Regions from separate parts of the Callithrix jacchus genome. Here region 2 is linked to region 1. The links are chromatin contacts, called in public Hi-C maps. All regions are on one chromosome and are shown on one strand. The core of a region is the stretch at or near the end of the contact, and the rest is flanking DNA. Distances in the headings are between cores, read along the strand shown.

Region 1 (7,824 bases), core at 1,635-4,134:
AGAAACAGAACAACTTTTAGGTACTAAAATGACAACACTTGCTACCATTTATCGAATCACGGGGCTAAGCACATCACAGACACCTGCTTACTCCTTACCACACCTCCAGTGGTTACAAATGGGAAACGAGGCTCAGAGAAGTTAAGCAACTAGGATTTGAGGCCACACCTATTTAGCACCATAATTTGCGTTCTTAACTACGGTTAAATGTATTCCAAAATCATAAATGCACATCTAGAGAACCTGTAGGTTTTTTTTTTTTTAGAGTTTTGCTCTTGTTGCCAGGCTAGAGTAAAATAGCACAATCTCGGCTCACTGCAACCGCTGACTCCCTGGTTCAAGCCATTCTTCTGCCTCAGCCTCCTGAGTAGCTCAGATTGCAGGCAAGCGCCACCACGCCTGGCTAATTTTTGTATTTTTAGTAGAGACAGGGTTTCACCATGTTGGTAGAGATGGTCTCGATCTCCTGACCTTGTGATCTGCCTGCCTTAGCCTCCCAAAGTGCTGGGATTCTGTAATTCTGAGCCACCGCGCCTGGCGCCTTGGGCAGATTTTTGTGGACGCCTCTCATTCACATGGAGATAAAACCTGGGCGACGTGGCTCACGCCTGTAATCCCAGCACTTCGGGAGGCAGGGGATCACCTGAGGTCAGGCGCTCGAGACAGGTGTGAGCCACTCCACCCTGTCATTTCTTTTATGGCTTTGCCACACTTTGAAACTGCACATTTTAATTTCTTATCAAGGGTGTTTTTAAAAAGGTTGAAATCCAGCATTTATATGTTCCTAGTTAGGTCCCCCTAATTAGTATTCAACCAGTAAGGGTAAGATGTTTGTGTCCACTTCCCCAGGGGCCAGCACATGACCTAGCTTGATCAGTAGATATTAGGGCTCAACAAATATGAGATTGGGCTCAAATATTTATCAGGCTCAATAAGTATTATTGAATGAACATGGCCTTTCTGGAGCCTCTCCCCAAGGTCCAACACAATCGCTGAATTAATGCAGCTGAGGACATAGCAGCCAGCAACTCCTACCCCCAGCCCAGGCCCCTCCTTCCACCCACCATCCCTACCCTTGCTGAAAAGTGGACCTGTGTTCAGAACTTGCCTTCAGCTCGCACAGTTTTCATCCATGCTCTTTGGAATAATGAAAGATACGAAGAAGTCAGTGGGGAGGGGGACATGGAGGGCGCCTTTGCATTTTGTTACCCAGGACCGAGGACTCAAGAGCAGGGCCATCTTGGCCTGGGGTCGCTGTCCTCTTTAAGGGGCGGGTCTGGGGCGCTCCCAGAAGATCCTGGCTGCCCAGGCCTCTGCCACCGGCCCTCTGCTCCCCGGGAGCCTCACCGCCCAGCACCCAGCCCTCTGCCTCCACCGGCCATCCTGAAACAGCCCAGCAGGTTCACCTTGCCAGCTGCTTAGATAGAGCCGATTTATCAAGACAGGGGAATTGCTATAGAGGAGTAATTCACACAGACCTGGCTGCGCGGGAGACCGGAGTTTTATTACTCAAGTCGGTCTCCCCAAGCATTCAAGGAGCAAAGTTTTTTTGTTGTTGTTGTTGAGATGGAGTTTTCGCTCTGTTGCCCAGGCTGGAGTGCAGTGGCCTCAGCTCACTCAGCTCACTGCAACCTCCACCTCCCGGGTTCAAGTGATTCTCCTGCCATAGCCTCCTGAGTAGCTGGAATCATAGGCCTGTGCCACTACACCCGGCTAATATTTTTTTGTTTTTTGTATTTTTAGTAGAGACAGAGTTTCACCATGTTGGTCTGGCTGGTCTTGAACTCCTGACCTCATGATCTGCCCACCTGTGCCTCCCAAGTGCTGGGATTACGGGCATGAGCCACTGCGCCTGCAACTCTGTGGGGAGCAGAGTGTTTAAGGACAACTTGGTGGGTGGGGGAAGGCCAGTGAGTGGAGAGTGCTGATTGGTTGTGTCAGAGATGAAATCCTAGGAAATTGAAGCTGTCTTCTTGCTCTGAGTTAGTTCCCGAGTGGAGGGCCACAAGATCAGATGAGCCAGTTTATTCATCTGGTTGGTGCCAGCTGATCCATCAAATACAGGGTCTGCAAAATATCTTGAGCACTGATCTTAGGAATAGTTTAGGGAGGGTCAGAATCTTGTAGCCTCCAGCTGCCTGACTCCTAAATCATACTTTCTAATCTTGTGGCTTTGTTAGTCCTACAAAGGCAAACTATTCCCCGAGCAAGAAGGAGGTTTAAGAAAGGGCTGTTACGGGCTGTGCACGGTGGCTCACACCGGCCGGGGCAGGTGGATCAGAGGTCAGGAGTACAAGACCAACCTGGCCAAGATGATGAAACTTGGTATCTACTAAAAACTACAAAAATTGGCCGGGCACGGTGGCAAGCGCCTTAATCCCAGGTACTTGGAGCCTGAAGTAGGCGAATCCCTTGAACCCAGGAGGCAGAGTTTACAGTGAGGAGAGATCGCTCCGCTGCACCTCCACCCTGGGCGACAGAGTAAGACTCCGTCTCAAAAAAATAACAACAACGACAAAAAAAAGGCTGTTATCGTTGATATTGTCTTTGTTTTAATGTATAAAGTATAAACTAAGTTCTTCTCAAAGTTAGTTTCGCTTACGCCCAGGAATAAACAAGCACAGCTTGGAGGTTAGAAGCAAGATGGAGTTGGTTAGGTCAGATCTCTTTCACTGTCTCGGTTATAATTTTGCCATGGCGGTTTCAACCCGGTGGCTGATCTCGTCCCAGCCATCTCCCGTGCCCTTCCCCTCCACCACAGTCCTCGGTGCCTGGGTTCCCTGCACCTGCACCCCCTCGCTCGCCCCTATGCCCCGCCCCTACGCTCCGCCCAGCGCCCCGCCCCCGCCTGCCCGCCACCCCGGGAATCTCGCACTGGCCCCTGGGCGCGCGGTGACCCTGCGACTGCCCGGCCTCTGCCTCCGCCCGCGCGATCCCCTCGCTCGTCGCGCGCGCCCGGGGCCTGGCTTCGCGTGGGTCCTGGCTCCTCCCGTTCCGCAGTCGGTGCCGCCTGACAGCCCCTTAGGCGCAGCGCGGCGAGTGTCGGGCGGGCGCTTCCGGCCTGAGGCCTGGAGAGGTGTGGGTGCGATCGGGGCGGGAGCCCGCGCGGATGGGTAGCTCCGTCTGCGGGGGCAGGGCCGGGCTTCGGCCTCACCGCAGCCTCTCCTGAGCGGGCGCTCCAGCAGAGGAGGGCGGGCCGCCTGGGCCGCAGGCCTCTGGAGGATGGTGGCGCCCTGGCGCGTCTCCGTCAGGGTTTTCCTGTCGCACCTGAGGTGCTTCGAGCTCAGACAGGGACTCGGCCTCCTGAGGCTCTCCAAGTGCCCTCGCGATGCCAGGTTCTGCTGGCTTCTGCTGGGCACTTTGCCCAAGCTCGTCTCCACCTGCGGGGACGTGGGTGAGGGGGCCCCTGACGTCCTGGGTCGGCAAAGGGTCCGCTGGAGCGGCGCGGCTGGCGCGGGGCCCGCGGAGAGCCTCCCCCGAGCTGGACCGCTGGGCGGCGTCTTCCTGCATCTCCGCCTCTGGCTTCGTGCCGGCGCCCTGCTGGTGAAATTCTTCCCCCTCCTTCTCCTCTACCCCCTCACCTACCTGGCTCCCAGCGTCTCCACGCTCTGGCTCCACCTGCTTCTGAAAGCCACCGAGACCTCAGGCCCAACATACATCAAACTGGGCCAGTGGGCCAGCACCCGGCGCGATCTGTTTTCCGAGGCTTTCTGTGCGCAGTTTTCCAAGCTGCATGTTCGAGTGAACCCCCACCCATGGACTCACACTGAGCGCTTCCTCCGGGAGGCTTTTGGGGAGGAATGGGGGGACATCCTCTCTTTTGAGAAACGGGAACCTGTGGGCTCAGGCTGTGTGGCCCAGGTGTACAAAGCATACGCCAACACTGCGTTCCTGGAGATTGACAGCGTCCAGAGACTTGGCGGGGCCTCCTGTCTGCCGCCCTCCTCAGAAGCTCCGGCAGTCCAGGGGCTGAGAGAGCTCTTTGGATACCTTGGAAATGGCCGGAAACCTCCAGGAAATCTTGCAGACCAGTCGTTTCTAGAAAGGCTGCTCCTCCCTAATGCTGACCTGGTTGGATCAAATGCAGGGGCGTCTCAGGCTCCCGTCCCTGGCTACCACCCTGAGCCAGGTCACCTCATCCCCGTGGCAGTGAAAGTAAGTGCTCTGAGAGCTCACAGCTCACCTACCCACTGAGCGTTCCCAGATCAGAAACACCCGCCATGTTTATTAATATTTGCCTGACCAATATCTGAGTGCTTGTTTCTTTCTTTCTTTTTTTGAGATGGAGTTTTGCTCTTGTTTCCCAGGGTGGAGTGCGATAGCGCGATCTCAACTCACTGCAACCTCCCCCTCTCGGTTCAAGGGATTCTCCTGCCTCAGCCTCCCTAGCAGCTGAGATTACGGCACCCGTCACCAAACCCAGCTAATTTTTTGTACTTTTAGTAGAGATGGGGTTTCGCTGTGTTGGCCAGGCTGGGCTCGAACTCCTGACCTCAGTTGATTCACCTGCCTCAGCCTCCCAAAGTGCTGGGATTACAGGCGTGAGCCACCATGCCCGGCTCTGAGTGCTTATTTCAAGCAAGCTGTTTCATTTCTTGGCTTGAAGTGGAGGTGTGAATAGTCTGATAGAAAATGAACAGGGTCTGGAGTGAACTAACTGCTTGGGTGTTGAGACCACATCTTCCTTCCTTTGATGAGAAGCCACCTGGTTCTTCCTTGGATGGTGGGACCCAGCCCCGGCTGGGTAAAATGTGTCCAGTGGATTCTTCCTGTCTCACGGTTCCTCTTTCCTACAGGTGTTGCACCCTGGCCTGCTCTCTCAGGTGCATATGGACCTGCTGCTGATGAAGATTGGCAGCCGAGTCCTTGGACTTTTGCCAGGCATCAAGTGGCTTAGCTTGCCTGAGATTGTGGAGGAATTTGAGAAGCTGATGGTCCAACAGGTGAGTTCTCCTTCCCTCAGTTGTAAATAGCACCTAACACCGTTTTTGCCATTAGCTGCTGCTTAGTAAATGTTGAATAATTTTCCGGTATGTCATAGCTCGTGTGGTGTGTTAGAGTAGGTAACACTAGCTGGTAAAACACCACCACCAAAACCTCAGTGGCTTTATGGATTAAGGTCATTTCTTGCTTATATCAAAGTTCTGGCGGGCATGGTGACTCATGTGTGCAATCCTAGCACTTTGGGAGGCTGAGGTGGGTGGATCACTTGAGGCCAGAAGTTCCCGATTAGCCTGGCCAACATGGTGTAACCCTGTCTCTACTAAAAATACAAAAATTAGCCCAGCATGGTGGTTCGTGCCTGTAATCCCAGCTACTAGGAGGCTGAGGTATGAGAATTGCTTGAACCTGGGAGGTGGAGGTTGCAGTGAGCTGAGATTATGCCACTGTACTCCAGCTTGGGCAACAGAGCAAGACTCCATCTCAAAAACAAAACAGAAACAAAAAACAAAGTTCTATGCAGGTGAACTGAAGCATAGAAAGGGAGCTCTTTGTTTTATTATTTTAAAAATAGAGACAGAGTCTCGCCATGTTGCCCATGAACTCCTGGGCTTGTTATTCTCCCTCCTCAGCCTTCCCAAGTGCTGGGATGACAGACCTAGGCCACTGCACGTGGTCAAGAGAGGGAGCTCTACTCCCTAGTTTCAGGGAACTCAATTTCTTCCCAAGTTTGGCATTGCCTTCTTCAATATGTGTCATCTGGGGTCAGTGTGGATTGGAGGAAGAGGCCAGGGAGGGTCACTTAAGAGATTTTGTGGCTAGGTCTGGAAGTGGCAAACATCACTTATTTCCTGTCCGGTGATCAGAGCTTTAACTACATGGGCCCAATGTTAACCGAGAACTTGGGAAACACTGTCTTCTCTTGTGCTGGGGAGGAAAAGGAAATGATTCTGGTGGAGAATGTCTAGCATTATTTCTGCCATAATCGATGACTCCAGAGTGAGAAAATAATTAGTAAAGTCACACACTGTGCCTTTGTTTTGCTTTGATTCCAGGGCAAATTGAGTCAACAAGGACCTCCTTCATGCTCAGGGCCCTGGGGACATTTGTATAAGGGGCCAGACTTAGCAAACACACTGGGGTGGTCGGGGCTCCATGTCGGCACCTATTGGCTTCTTGGTGGGGAGTGCAGGAATTGGCAGGTTTTCAAAAGCAACCTGCTAAGTCTTTGTTTAGAGCCTCTGATTTAAGATTTTAAGTCCTAGGGATTCATTTTAATGTTTAGAAAGTCTCTTAGTCTGTTCAAACAGAATCCCATAAACTAAGTAGCTTACAAACAACAGAAATGTATTTCTTGAGGTTCTGGAGGCTGAAAATTCCAGATCAAGGCATCGGCAGGTTCTGTGTCTGGTGAGGCCCCACTTTCTGGTTCATAATTGGCCCTTCTGTGTCATCGCGTGGTGGAAGAGGCAAGGGCTCTGCCTTGGGTCCCATGTTTTTAAAGCCGCTAATCCATCAATGCAGGCTCTGCTCTCATGACCTCATCAGCTGCTAAAGGCCCTGTCTCCTAATACCATCACCTTAGGGCTTAGCATTTCTTTCTTCTTTTTCTTTTCTTGAGACATAGTCTCTCTCTGTTGCCCAGGCTGGAGTGCCGTGGTGTGGTCTCGGCTCACTACAACCTCCGCCTCCCAGGGTCAAGCAATTCCTCTGCCTCAACCTCCCGAGTAGCTGGGATTACAGGCACCTGCCACCACCCCTGACTAATTTTTTGTATTATTAGTAGAGACTGGGTTTCACCCTGTTGGCTAGGCTGGTCTCCAACTCCTGACCTCATGATCCACCTGCCTTGGCCTCCCAAAGCGCTGGGATTGCAAGTGTGAGCCACCACACCCAGCTAGGGCTTAGCATTTTAACACAGGAATTTTGGGGGAATATAATGGTCTCAAAAATTTTGGGGGGATATATGGTTTCAAAAATTCAGACCATAGCTGGTCTCAAACATTCAGACCATAGCTACAGAGCGGTGTAATTTGATAATAAAAGCAAATTAAGACAGAGAAAATAGCATCAATTCCAACAATCATCTCTGCATTTATTCCTCTCAGTCCTGCCACTCATCTGAGTTTCAGTTCTCCTTGCAGAAATCTGGCAGACATGGTGTGGTTCCATCATTCAAACTCACATCTCTGAATCACACCCCATTTGTCTTAAAAATCAGCTCTTCCTACTAACCCTCTCTTCATCTTCATCAGTATCACGTTCTTAGGCTGGAAACCTTAAAGCTCTGGGTCTGGGTATAGTATATGAGTGTCTCTGTTCATTTATAAATTTATGTAACAGTGACTAAAACAGCCCTTGCTTGAACTGGGGAGGTAGAGGTTGCGTTGAGCTGAGATTGCACCATTGCACTCCAGCCTGGGCAATAGGAGCAAAAACTTCATCTCATAAAATAAAGAAAGAAAGAAGAAAGAGAAGGAAAGAAGAAAGGAAGGAAGGCAGGCAGGCAGCAGTCAGGCAGGCTGTTAGGGCTGGGAATGGTGGTTCATGCCTATAATCCCAACACTTTGGGAGGCTGAGGTGGGTTGGATTGCTTGAGGTTAGGAGTTTGAGACCAGTTTGGGCAACATGGTGAAACCTCATCTCTATACCCAAAACACAAAACATTAGCCAGGCATGGTGACGCTGGCCTGTAGTCCTAGCTACTCAGGAGGCTGAGGTCAGAGAATCGCTTGAACCCAGAAGGCAGAGTTTGCACTGAACCATGATCATGCCACCATACTCTAGTCTGGGTGACAGAGTGAGACCCCATCTCAAAAAAAAAAAAGACAAGAAAAAAACCTCTGTGAGAAACTGGTAAACAAAGAAAACAAGAAAGAAAGA
Region 2 (7,824 bases), core at 2,147-4,646, 160 kb before region 1:
TGGGCGACAGACCAAGATTCCATCTCAAAAAATGGTTTTTGTGTATTATTTCAACCACCAGAACACTCATCTACCATTATAGAAGCACTCTGATAAAGCAGGCTCTAAATTCAAATTACAACTTTTCTTTAAATATTAACTGTTCTCACTCAAAGGAACTAGAAGATGCAATGAGCATTTCTTAGTATTCCTCTAACAAAAAAATATGAAAAACAGCCTGATGGTGGCAGCATAACAGTTTCTTAGGAAAGTATTCTTAGGTTTTACTTAAGCTGCAGAAATAACACAATGAAAACCTCAGGAGAAACATTAGGAAAAATGTAACTGGAAAGAAAATACAGGTGATTCTGAGAATTAGAAACATTCTTATCAAAACTTCTAACTTAAGAGGATTACCCTGCTAAGAAGAATACAGCCTTAGTCAAAACACAGGAGTGATGTGCTATAGAAGAAATCACCACAAACACTAAAACACACGTGTACCCGATTCTCTTTAAAGGATGTTTACCTAGCAAACATTGAAAATGTTTATTTATAATACAGTATATACATCTGCACTGTCTCACGCACAACTAATATTGTTTCTCCCATTGCAGGTATGCCATGTTTACTTACTGAATGACTGAATAAGGTAGTTATGGCTGGAGTACGTGTGTCCAGTGTAATCCCAGCTACTAGGGAAGCTGAGACAGGAGAATCACTTGAACCCGGGAAGCGGAGGTTGCAGTGAACAGAGATCGAGCCACTGCACTCCAGCCCGGGCAACAGGGTGAGACTTTGTCTCAAAAAAAAAAAAAAAAAAAAAAAAAAAAAAGAACAAAAGGAAAAATATACATGTGCTCTGTCAAGCACTTCATCCTTGAATTTACAAGTGTGTGTGTGTTTTTTAATAAAAGCAGAGGAATCTTACAAAGTTCCCATTAAAGTGGGTAATTCTAGGTATGACTCTATCAACATCATTGAAGCATTTACTATCTGCTTATGCCAGGAACTGGGGAAAGCCCTGCAGAGGTAAACTAGAGCCCTACTCTTCTCAGAGAGCTCAAAGTGTACAATGAAGACCACAGTTAGGCCGGGCACCCTGGCTCACCTGAGGTCAGGAGTTGAGACTAGCCTGACCAACACGGAGCAACCCCATCTCTACTAAAAATACAAAATTAGCCGGGCCCAGTGGCGCATGCCTGTAATCCCAGGTACTTGGAGAGGCTGAGGCAGGAGAGTTGCTTGAACCCGGGAGGCAGAGGTTGTGGTAAGGAGAGATGGCACCACTGCACTCCAGCCTGGTCAACAAGGGCGAAAATCCGCCTCAAAAAAAAAAAAAAAAATTATACCTGACATTTCTTTATCTAAAGGAGAAAAGTAATTTAAGAGATCATGTTGATACCTGGAACAACCGAAAACAATGTCAAACACTAAAACTCAAAACCTAGCAAGGAATCCGCAGAACAAAAACTGCCTCAAGCAAAAAAACAAAAACTAGTAAATCTCCGCCTTCCTCTTTCTTTTCTTTTTTTTTTTTTTTGACCGAGTTTTATACTCTTTCCTCTTTCTCCCAGGCTGGAGTGAAGTGGCCAGCTCTCAACTCATCGAAACCTCTGCCTCCAGGTTTTAAGTCATTCTTCTGCCTCAGCCTCCCAAGTAGCTGGGATTACAGGTGCCCACCATCACACCCACCTAACTTTTCTATTTTTAGTAGAGACAGGGTTTTCACCATGTTGACCAGGATGCTCTCAAACTCCTGACCTCAGGCGGTCCGCCAGCCTCAGTCTCCCAAAATGCTGGAATTGCAGGCATGAGCCACCGCGCCGGCCTAGCCACCCCAACCGGTCAGTTTTAATTTTTAAAAGCTCTAACTGGCACAAATAGATTAACTGTAACATTGTAAAAGGGAAACAGATATTCAAACAACTCTGTCAAAGAGCAAAAACTTTTAAATCATTATTCCTTGTGATATTTCACTTTTATGATCCACCGATGAAGAAGACAAGTGACCTGAAATTGCGTTTGTGCCTTATCCCATTATATAAAATAATTAAGCTTATTCTTCACACCTTAAATGTATCGTATCGAAAACTGAGAGCTTCATTGTTGCCAGGAGAAATGTATCACAAAGACTGGCAAGGTTTCAAATTTCACCCTTAATAATACAAGCTCTTATTAGGAATTACTTTTAAATAATTGCGTATCAATACCATCCAGATGAAAATCGGCATTTCACTTGATTTCTTCAACCCATAGAAAAAGATAAGCTTACAGTCGATACTGATTACTATTTAGAAGCCGGAATATAAAAAACATATAATTAAATGCCCTCTTCTGCGTACAGCTACGAAGTTTTTACAAGCGTACACACCAGTACAACCGCCATCCCTTAATTTTTCTAAAATTTTAGTCTCCCATACCAAACCAAACCTCTCTTCCGGGAGCAAAGAGCCCTTGCACTCCCTTAAGAAGATGCGTTAAATTTCAAAAGAGGAACATAGCGCTGGGGGAGGGTAATAGTCGCTGCTAAAAACCGCGGGTGGATTAGACGACCCCGGCCCCCGTTTGCCTGATTCTAAGACAAAGCTCAGCACCGCCAACCTCGACAAACATACAAAGAAGATATACAAAAGCTTCTTCTCACGGTTGGGCGGAGGACCGGGGGGCGGAGGGACGTGAAAAAACGTTACAAACGGATGACACGGAAGGAGGAGAGGGCTAGGAGCCAGGCCAGCTCGCTGGGGCCCTCGGCGGGGTGTCTAGGCCCAGAGAGGATGGCTGGGAGACCGGCTGGAAGCGACCACCACCTCCGGAGCCCCGGGAGGCGGAGGTAGCGGCGGGGGCATCCTTCCAGCGGCAGGGGAGGAGCCAGCCTACCTCTCCACGATGCGCTCGCAGCCAGCGCAGAGAGAACGGTAGGCGGAGGTGCAGCCCCCGGCCCCGCAGCGACCGCGCACCGCCAGGCCTCCGCGGACGGCGCAGAGGGATCCGCGGCCCAGCGGGGGTTGACGCAGTGACTGGGAGGACGCAGTGAGTGGGGGGACGCGGCGGCGGCGGCGGCAACAGCGAGGGCTGCGGGGGTCGAGACAACGCCGGTCCCCGCCTTCCCGTGCCGCTCGCCGCCGGCCGGCAGCCCTCCTCCCTCCCGCGCCGCGGGCGCGGCCCGCCGCCCCCTCCCCGAGCTGGCGCTCCGCCGCCCAACGTCCTACCTGCAGGTGACCTGTTTAGTCCAGCCGCCGCCGCTGCCGTCGCTGCCGCCGCCCCCTCCGCCCGCCCCCGGGGACGGGGCGGTGACTGTGGGGATCGAGGTGGGGGAGGCCGCTGTCGCCGCCGCCGCTGCCGCTTCTGCTCCTGATGTTGTGGCTGTTGTTCCGGGAGCTGCAGCCTCCGCCATTACTGTTTATCCCACACAGCAAAGGCCCCGGAACTTCCGGGATCACATAGTTCCGGTCCGGCTGCGGGTAAAGGACGGCGAGGCCAGGCGAGGGGAGGGGAAGAACACTGAGGTACCCGCTCGGTACCGGCCTGCTCCGCGTCGCGTTTCCGAGCGCTCTCGCCACTTGAACTGAGTGCCCCGAGCGTGCACGCCCGCGGCACGCCCACGGCGCCGCTGATTGGTGGAGGGGACGTCTCCTTCGGGGAAAGGGGCGGGGCTAGCAGGGTCTGTACAGGTGTCTCCCGTGGAGACCCCGGCGACGAAAGTCCACAGTCATTCAGAGGCTTTCTTCCTAGCAGAGGTTGATATGGTAGAGCGTGAGCTGGAGACTAGGGGCCTGCAGACTGAAGACCTTGGTTTGAATCTGCACTTTCCCATTTTTTAGTGAGATCTTGAGCTAAGTACCTGTTGTCTCAGCCTGAGTTTTATCCTCTCTCAAATACAGATGGCACAGACCCCGCCGCACTGGGTTGCTGTGAGGATTACATGATATCCTTAAAAATCACTGAGCTTAATGGTACTTGGTAAACACTTAATAAAGGTTATCTCGGCTGGGCGCGGTGGCTCACGCCTGTAATCCCAGCACTTTGGGAGGCCGAGGAGGGTGGATCATGAGGTAAGGAGATCCAGGCCATCCTGGCCAACATGGTGAAACCCCGTCTCTACTAAAATACAAAAAAACTAGCCGGGCTTGGTGGTGAGCGCCTGTAGTCTCACCTACTGGGAGGCCGAGGCAGGAGAATCGCTTGAACCAGGGAGGTGGAGGTTGCAGTGAGCCGAGATGGCACCACTGCACTCCAGCCTGACTGCACTCCAGCCTGGCAACAAAGCAGGACAACGTCTCAAAAAAAAAAAAAAAAAAAAAAAAGGAGGGAGGTTATCTCATTCCTGGTATCTCAGATGTGATCTTGGCCAAGTATTTTGACTAGAGGGCTGGTCCCTTTATCTGTCGCCTTCCCTTTCTAAGCTACTTGTGTCTTACAGCAAATTATTTTACCTCTTTGTGCTCCTGCTTTTTCATCTGTAAAAAATAATAATAATAATCAGAATAATAGTAATAATGATCAGGCCAGGCACAGTGGCTTATGCCTGTAATCCCAGCATTTTGGGAGGCCGAGGAGGGTGGATTATCTGAGGTCATGGGTTCGAGACCAGTCTGGCTAATGTGAAACCCTATCTTTACTAAAAATACAAAAATTAGCCGAGAGTGGTGGCAGGCACCTGTAATCCCTACCGCTCCGGAGGCTGAGGCAGGAGATTCCCTTGAACCCAGTAGGCAGAGACTGCGGTGAGCCAAGGCCACTGCACTCCAGCCTGGGCAACAGAGTGAGACTCTTTAATAATAATAATAATAATAGGATGAGGAGGAGGAGAAAAAATAATAATAGATAATATAACCTACTCCAGAGATGGCTGTGAAAATTAAATGAGAGGCCATTTAAAACGCTTTGCATTGTGCTTCACACTGCAGTGAACACATAATGAATAACAAAAGATATCTGGAATATCCTAGCTTTTTTTTAATGTGTCTTTACAATTGTATATATTTAAGGTGTAAATATTGTTTGAGTATACATATGCATAGTGAAGTGATTACCGCAGATTTAGCATATCATCTTGAAGGAAAAATTTATGTACCTGTTTGTGGTAAAAACCCAAGCTTGGCCAGGCGCAGTGGCTCACGCCTATAATCCCAGCACTTTGGGAGGCCGAGGCAGGTGGATCACGAGGTCAAGAGATGGAGACCATCCTGGTCAACATGGTGAAACCTTGTCTCTACTAAAAATACAAAAAATTAGCTGGGCATGGTGGTACGCACCTGTAGTCCCAGCTACTGGGGAGGCTGAGGCAGGAGAATTGCTTGAACCCAGAAGGCGGAGGTTGCGGTGAGCCGAGGTCGTGCCATTGCACTCCAGCCTGGGAAACAAGAGTGAAACTCCATCTCAAAAAAAAAAACAAAAAAACAAAAAAAACCCAAGCTCTACTCTTAGCAATTTTCTAGTATACAATATTATCTATTAATTATCACATCGTTAATCATAGTCTTCATGTGGTATGTTAGATCTCTAGACTTACTCATCCCACGCAGCTGCCACTTTGTCCCCTTTGACCTAGATCTCCCCATTCCCCATCCCACACCTGGTAAACCACTGTTCTGCCGGGCGTGGTGGCTCACGCCTGTAATCCCAGCACTTTGGGAGGCTGAGGCGGGTGGATCCCGAGGTCAAGAGATTGAGACCATCCTGGTCAACATGGTGAAACCCCGTCTCTACTAAAAATACAAAAAATTAGCTGGGCATGGTAGTGCGTGCCTGTAATCCCAGCTACTCAGGAGGCTGAGGCAGGAGAATTGCCTGAACTCAGGAGGCGGAGGTTTCGGTGAGCCGAGATGGTGCCATTGCACCCCAGCCTGGGTAACAAGAGCAAAACTCTGTCCCCTCCCAAAAACACCACTGTTCTACTCTGTTTCTATGCATTCAACTTTTTCACATCTTCCTGTGTAAGTGAGATAATGTAAATTATTCTTTGTGTCTGGCTTTTTCATGCAGCATAATGTCCTGCAGTTTATCCATGTTGTGGTAAATAAAGGCTACCATGCAGGTAGTAACCTTCAGAGACATAATAGATGGTAAATGTTTCTTTCAGACTTTTAAAGTTGTCACACTCTCAGTTAACCTCTCCTAGATCTAGGGAAGGGAGGGCCTCAAAGAAGACCCCTTTTTTTTTTTTGAGACCCCTGGCTGGAGTGCAGTAGCACGATCTTAGCTCACCTCAACCTCTGCCTCCTGGATTCAACGATTCTCCTGCCTCAGCCTCCCGTGTAGCTGGGATTACAGGGATGAGCCACCGTGCCCAGCCAGAAGTCTCTTTTAAATACAGCCTTCTATTTTAAGGCTGAGAATTAAGGAATATCTAGCTTCTGAGGATTACTTCTAAAACTATGAAAAGTAAACTGTACTTAATTTTTTATTTTGTTTAGAGATGGGGTCTCACTGTATTGCTCACGCTGATCTCCAACCCCTGTGCTCAAGTGATGCTCCTGCCTTGGCCTTCCAAAGTGCTGGGATTATAGGCATGAGCTACCACGCTGGGCCTTAGAGTGTATTTAATTATATTTCCGCATTAAGGCCTACTGTCCACTCAGACACAGCATATTAAACCCTGAGCTTCCATAGGCAGTTTTCCATAATCCCTTAAATTCAACTTTTCTGTAATCTCTACTTTGAGAAAATGAGAATCAGCCTATTGATCATCAGACCACGATGTACCCAACACAAGCAAACAAGGACAGTGGCAAAAACAAGAGGAAAGAATGCATCTCCCAAGGCCACACCGCAGCAAGATAACTATGATATTTCATTCACTTCGCCTCAAAATATACACTTCTGGCTAGGCATAGGTGGCTCACGCCTATAATCCCAGCACTTTGGAAGGCAGAGGTGGGCGGATCATATGAGGTCAGAGACCAGCCTGGGCAAGATAGCAAAACCCCTATGTCTACTAAAAATACAAAAATTGGCTGGGTGTGTTAGCTCACACCTGTAATCCCAGCACTTTGGGAGGCCGAGGTGGGTAGATCACCTGAGGTCAGGAGTTTGAGACCAGCCTGACAAACATGGAGAAACCCTTTCTACTAAAAATACAGAATTAGGTGGGGGGTGGGGGGGTGCATGCCTGTAATCACAGCTACTTGGGAGGCTAAGGCAGGAGAATCACTTGAACCAGGGAGGTGGAGGTTGCAGTAAGCCGAGATTCCACCATTATACTCCAACCTGGGCAACAAGAACAAAACTCTGTCTCCAAAAAAAAAAAAAATATATATATATATATATATATATACGCACACACACACACAAAAGTTACCTCCGCATGGTGGCATTCGCCTGTAATTCCTACTCTGGAGACTGAGGGAGGAGAATCACTTGAATCCGGGAGGCAGAGGTTGCAGTGAGCCAAGATCACGCCACTGCACTCCAGCCTGGGCAACAGAGTGAGATTCTGTCTCAAAAATAAATTGACTAATTAAACAAACTTATTTGACATATTTTAAGATACCTCTCCATCATAAAAAAAAAAAGAAAAAAACAAGTAAGATACTTCTTCAGAAGAGTTGGAAGTACAAGAATAGAAGGAAAGCTGTCTTTTGTGGGAAAGATTTGCATCTGTAGAGAAAAGCTGCACGGATGCAGCCTGGCTTTCTTTGGAGCCCTTCCTTCCCCAGATCTAGGAAAAGATTAGCTGAATCCAACAACTAAGAAACATGTACCACCTATTGTGTTTCTGAAGGCTGCTATCTGTATGGTTTCAACTACCTAACAAGACCACTGTGGCTAGCCAGGCCTCCGCTTCTCTCCATTCCATAACCTGTGTTGCCATCCTGTGATTTACCCTTATATCCTGTTTTG

What was found. A called contact is a pair of places that touch in the nucleus more often than the background predicts.
Region 2: a contact with region 1 is called in a Hi-C map of skeletal muscle, with 5 times the contacts expected there. The contact joins the promoter of MKRN1 here to the promoter of ADCK2 in region 1. A contact is called at or near these places in 2 of 3 Hi-C or Micro-C datasets (both in skeletal muscle).

The regions. Positions count from the first base shown.
Region 1 is chr11:106,693,757-106,701,580 of calJac240_pri, reverse strand. It overlaps ADCK2 (aarF domain containing kinase 2), which reads left to right and starts at 2,884. Exons shown (of 6, transcript XM_078343628.1): 1 at 2,884-4,155; 2 at 4,797-4,943. The coding sequence starts at 3,223.
Region 2 is chr11:106,855,730-106,863,553 of calJac240_pri, reverse strand. It overlaps MKRN1 (makorin ring finger protein 1), which reads right to left and starts at 3,396. Exons shown (of 8, transcript XM_035254592.3): 1 at 3,192-3,396. The coding sequence starts at 3,376. It also overlaps the pseudogene LOC108592932.